Linked DNA regions of Sus scrofa: region 1 is linked to region 2. The links are chromatin contacts, called in public promoter capture Hi-C maps. All regions are on one chromosome and are shown on one strand. The core of a region is the stretch at or near the end of the contact, and the rest is flanking DNA. Distances in the headings are between cores, read along the strand shown.

Evidence for each region. Promoter capture Hi-C pulls out the DNA fragments that hold promoters and counts their contacts.
Region 1: a promoter capture Hi-C map of fetal skeletal muscle shows a contact between it and region 2, with 5 times the contacts expected there. The contact joins the promoter of MATR3 here to the promoter of LRRTM2 in region 2. A contact is called at or near these places in 1 of 5 promoter capture datasets (fetal skeletal muscle) and 1 of 47 Hi-C or Micro-C datasets (fetal skeletal muscle).

The regions. Positions count from the first base shown.
Region 1 is chr2:141,178,212-141,181,157 of Sscrofa11.1, reverse strand. MATR3 (matrin-3) reads right to left here and starts at 1,643. Exons shown (of 17, transcript XM_021084863.1): 1 at 1,533-1,643; 2 at 282-319.
Region 2 is chr2:140,808,509-140,811,358 of Sscrofa11.1, reverse strand. LRRTM2 (leucine-rich repeat transmembrane neuronal protein 2) reads left to right here and starts at 1,346. Exons shown (of 2, transcript XM_005661706.3): 1 at 1,346-2,288; 2 at 2,640-2,850. The coding sequence starts at 2,285. All of the region lies in intron 7 of CTNNA1 (catenin alpha-1), which reads right to left.

The DNA.
Region 1 (2,946 bases), core at 394-2,893, 370 kb before region 2:
GTGTGATTCAAGGAACTAGGCAAACCTGTCAGACCAGAACTATTCTCCAAGTTACATTTCTCCTTGCAAAGCCATGCTCTTGCAGATTTAACCTTAATGGATGAGTAATTATGCTGGCATCCTGGTACAGTTAACAACAGAGTTGGCATAAACCAGGCCCAGAATGCCAACCAGCTATGGGCTGCTGTTCTCCCAGCAGTGTAACACTTGCCTAGATACACGGTAACCTAGGCAGCTGCCTACAGCTGGGGCCAAAGGTAGGTTAATGGGGTTGCACTCACCTGGGGCTGCATCTGCCCAAAGTCCACAGCTGGGCCCTCTGCAATCAAAGCACTCCAGGTTAGAGTCAGCCAAGTTCGTGAACTCTTGTGTGGCGTTCAAGACTCCTACCCTCAAAACCCCTTAACTTAGTGAGGCCTGAGCCCCAGAACAATCAGACAACAAAATAAATAGTTCTCTGGATCAGACCTATTTCATAGGTCATTTTCATTTGTATCTCACAGTAGTTCCACAGCAGCAAGTTAATAAGTATCAGGAAGCTTGGCTTTGTTGCTTAGCAGCCATGTGACAGTGGGCAAAAAACTCTCTGGACTTCAGTCTCCTTACTGATCGAATGGGGGTGTTGATAATAGTATATAGGGTGGTTGGGAGATTTAAATGGAATATAAACTAAGCCTATAGGAAAGCATCTCCTATAGACTCTGGGCAGTCAGTAACATTTGCTTTTACCGGCAGCTCCATCCCAGGCCAGGAGATGATAAATACTGGTAAGGAGAAGGGCAAGTTAATCCTGGGAAAGCCATGGGCAGTGAAAAATTGGAAAGGCTGGTTAAAACTAGATCGACAAGGGCCTCAATTACATGAACCATAAAAGCAACCTTTTAAAAAATAATTGGATGCAGTAATGGATGTGAAAGGAACTGGAGGCAGTTAGGTTGCCATTCCTGCCAACGATCCAAAGGACCGGTTTAAAACATTGACCAAAATGTTTGCAAAATTTTTAATAAACATTCCTACCCCCTCATCCTTATAATTTACCTTATTTATGTAAGGTGAGGTTATCTAAGACTATATTCCCAGCCATCCTCGAATTTCACTCCTAACCAGCTGCAAACAATTTAGAGAAAACGAAAAAGAGAGGAAGCTCCTCGTCCAAATCGAAAAACAAATCTAAAAATAGCCTGCCCCCTTTCCGGGCTCGGGTTGAAGGGTCTGACCGAGCTCCACCCGAGCACGTGTTCCTCACAAACCTTCCCAAGTCCCCCGGCCCTGGTGCTTCAGGAGCATCGAGACTGGCTCTACGGGAGTCCGAGACCGGCTCTAGCGGACTCTCCAGAGACCACAAGGATGGTAGGAAAGAGGGGGCGACTACGATCCCCCAGCGTCTCTTGAAGATACCCTCCAAATCTTGGGTCACGAGGGAACGAACCCCGGTTTGGTCGCGTGCCTCGGAAGAAGCCCCTCCACCGCAGCCTTTCGCCTTTGGCTAGTAAACCTCCAAGGTGAGCTGTCCCTACTTTGCCCTTACTCACCCTTGGTGTCGGGAGCTCGGCAGGGACACTCCGGCCCCGGCGGAGGCCGCAGGGGAAAGGGCAGCCGGGAGTCGGGAGAAGCCCCGCCCCGGGGCGGCTACGGGGCGGTTCTCGGTGGGCGGGGCTAAGAAAACCCGCCCAACAAGGGCGGGGTTAGGAAAATAGGGGGAGCTGTGGCAGAGGTGATCATACTTCCTAGGGGTTAGCACCCAGAAGAGAAAGGGTAGGTATCCAAACCATCGCTGTGTTGATGAGACACCCATCCCATCCATCCTTACGGATGGAAAGGGCCCTGGGTTTGAAGCTGCTAAAGAGAAAACCTGGCGTGTGGTAGTGAGGCGGTGCTTCCGGTCCGCCCCCACCGAGCTCGGCGGGTTCATCTCACACGTGTGGCGCCTTTCAGTTGCTGCAAGCTCAGCCCACGCTTTTTCCACCTCCCACACAGATCCTCCTTCGGGCTTTCTTCAGCAGTTCTGTCACCCGGCGAATGGATCGTCCACCCACACTGGTCACCTTGGTTTTGGGATCTTTCCAGGAGATTTATGTCCTTCACTCCTATAGCCTAACCTGCGGGACCACATCCTTAGCTGAGCTGCAACAGCCAAAGAAAACAGGCTCGCTCTTCCAAACTTCCTTTCACCGTGGCACACCCAGCCTAAGAGGCCACATCCTTGATCTGGACATATTGCTCACCAAGTTACCAGCATTTCTATTCGACACTAAACAACTAGTTCCCTTGCTGGTTGGAGTCAATATGATTCTGTCCTGCTGAACAGTTGGTGAAGCTGAAGAACAAGGGCTAGAGGAGCAAGACCCAGCAGCATTCCTAAATCCATTCCATAATTCTCCAAATTCCAAAGCCACTTCCCAGCCCCTCCCTAGCATCCTACTGGCTCTGCCCACATATTGCAGCTGACACATTTGTCAGACAAAACCCTGGGAGTTAACCAATGCCCTTGTCATCTGCCAACAATTTTTTTTAATTTTAAGATTTTTGTTTTTTCTATTATAGTTGATTTACAATGTTCTGTCAATTTCTGCTGCACAACGAAGTGACCCAGTCGTATATATATATTTTTTTTTCTCACATTATCCTCTGTCATGTTCCATCACAAGTGACTAGATATAGTTCCCTGTGCTATACAGCAGGATCTCATTGCTTATCCACTCCAAATGCAAATAGTTTGCATCTACTAACCCCAAACTCCCAGTCCATCCCACTCCCTCCCCCTCCCCCTTGGCCATCATCTTTTCTGTAGGTAGTTTTATTTGTGCCATATATTAGATTCCAGATATAAGTGATATCATACGGTATTTGTCTTTCTCTTTCTGACTTCACTCATTATGAGAGTCTATAGTTCCATTCATGTTGCTGCAAATGGCATTATTTTCTTCTTCTTCTTTTTTTTTTTTT
Region 2 (2,850 bases), core at 97-2,596:
CATCCCAGGCATCTTCCTCAATAAAATACTTAAGACTTCTAATCCCATCTTGGACTCTGCTTCTCAGAGGAGCCAAACTACACACGTGCAGTTGCCGCCCTTTCCGCAGAGGCCTGAGGAAGGCACCTTGGAGTCTTCCGGCCCTCACTCTGGTCCGCACCCCACGCGGAAACCACATCCCTCGCGGACAATGACGTCTCAGACTTGCCTGTTGGGACAGAGGCCCTGGAAGCCGAGAGGCTGATGATCTGGTTTCACAGACACCATGGGCACTTCTCAGGCTTCTGCCTTCAGGTCTAAGACCTGCTGAGGACAAGTGCCAGTGGTCGGGGAGAAGTGGCATGGGAGGCCAAATCAGTAAGGTCAGGTGTGTAGAAGGCCTTACCTTTGTCAGGCCTGAATGAAAACACGACCCTGACTCACACTAGAAATATTTTCTTTCCTTATCTTTACAGCTGTACCTGTGGCACAGGGAAGTTCCCAGGTTAGGGGTCAAATCGGACCTATAGCTGCCGGCCTACGCCACAGCCATAGCCACGCCAGATCCGAACTGCATCTGTGACCCACACCACAATTTGCAGCAATGCCAGATCCTTAATGCACTGAGCGAGGCCAGGGATGGAACTCGCATACTCACTTATACTCTGTTGGGTTCTTAACTCACTGAGCCAAAATGGGAACTCCCATAAATATTTCTAATGTTTATACCATAAACATGGAGGTGTATATTCATAATCGAACTCTGTAAAGTGATACCATTCAACAGGGGGAAGATGGTATATGGTCAAGTAAGAACAGCCAAAGCGAAAATTCTATTCCAAAACTTGAGTGACTTTTTATATTCCCAAGAGCGATTACAACAACAGTGACTCTGAGACTCAAAGTCAGTTCTTAAGTGTGCCAGGAGGCGCTATTAAGTGTGCAAATGCTCTATTGTTTGAAGGCCACAATGCCTCAAGCCCAGCATCAGTTGAGCCTTTTAGCTGAAGAGTAGGTGAAATTCTGAGTAAATACAAGGGATCGTGTCAGAAGCCGGCCATGCTATATCACTTGTGCTGAAGCCTTTCTGTTCACTGCCAATACTTAGGGCATGCAATGTTAAATGACTCTCTATCCTCTTCTCCTACAAAGACATCCAAGGATCCAATCAGCAATATTTCTCAGTTGACACTGTGATCACACTACTATAAAACAGGACAGAGAAGGAGGTTTTCTCCTTAATTAGCTTTCTCCTGAAATTCTCAAAGGGCATAATACCCAAACACTTTGTTTTCCAACATGTTTTCCCCTTTATTCTTGGTTTATGATGTTCAACTCTTAATGACAAAGAAGTCAAGCCCACTTAAGCTGGTTTACCAACACATCTGAAGCAAATCACAGTCATACTTCTATTCTAACCAAGCATGGCAACAAGGTGATTGAACAGCTTTCCAAAACTACCAGAGCAGCAGGCACTTGCACAGGCTGCTGTGAGATCAGCACTTCATAAATCGTGCAGGCTCCCGGCCATTTAGATGATCTCTCTATGCAGAATCGGCAGTCTAACACTGGCTCTCCCAAGCATTAAAAAATCATCACTCTGCTAACCCAACTCACTGTTCAGACGGGTCTTCTTGAATGCAGCCTTTATTACAACCTCACTGCTGCCTCCTACACTGAAGGAATACCATGTTTTTAAGTCAGGAGTTCTTCTTTCTCGCTTTATTATAATCAGGGGGTCTTGCAGCGACCCCGACGCTGTTACAAAGCACAGTGCTTTATAACAGTAAAGCTTCTGGAAAACCCAAACAAAAGACACGTCACCCGGTGACGTCAGCCTATATACAGTTCTGTGTGGTCGCAGCACATAAGCAAATCCATTCTTGTGCCGTTTCTCGGAAAAGCTTTTCAGTAAATGCACTCATGCTGCTCCAGGAGCTCTTCTCTGCAACAAGCCGCCCATCTGCCATCAACAAGTTAAGACCGGGAGAACTAAGGGCTGCGGAAAGGACAGCCTGAAGCTTTGATGGACCAGCTGAGCAGTCCGAGGAGGACGAGATTAATACCTTACATTCAAAACTGACTGAGGGATCAGAGTGGTCGCCGAAAATGAAACCAATGCTCTCGAGAGGAATCTCCTAAGGAAAAAACAACTCAGGCTGGCGGCTTCAATTTCACTCGGAAAGCCTGGGACACAGCACACAGGAAACTGGTCAAAGGCTCCTGCATGTTAGAGCCTTTTACAGACTCACTGCGTTGAGTCTGACAACCGCGACTGAATGCAGCCTCCAATGTGCTCAGAAGAATGGGTAAGTCCGTGTATTTATGTGTCTCGTACAGTCAGCAAGGGATCAGGCTTCTAAAATAAGCCACTGAATTCACATTCTGAGGGAAATCACGGCCACATTTTTGGATTTTGAGGTTTAGGTAGAAGCATATATTGCTGATGACAGGACACGTTTTATCTTCCTTCTAAATGGTTTAAGTTTTGTTCTAGTCAAACGAACAAGGTTAGTTCTTCTGGAGCGAAGGAAAAATAGGTTATATGTGGTGAAATCTTTTGCCATCATGGTCTGTTGCTATTGCTGTTGTGTTAATAGCCCATACGTTCTGCTGAAAAATATCCTGTCTTCTTGTTTTCCTTAAATTGTATTCTGCAGGCTTACATTTCAAGTGGCCATTAGGGGCCCCTATGCTGGCAGCAATATATGCAATGAGTATGGTTTTAAAAATGTTGCCTGCCCTGGGTATGGCGTGTCCACCCAAATGCCGCTGTGAGAAGCTGCTCTTCTACTGCGACTCTCAGGGCTTCCACTCAGTGCCAAACACCACAGACAAGGGCTCTCTGGGCCTGTCCCTGAGGCACAATCA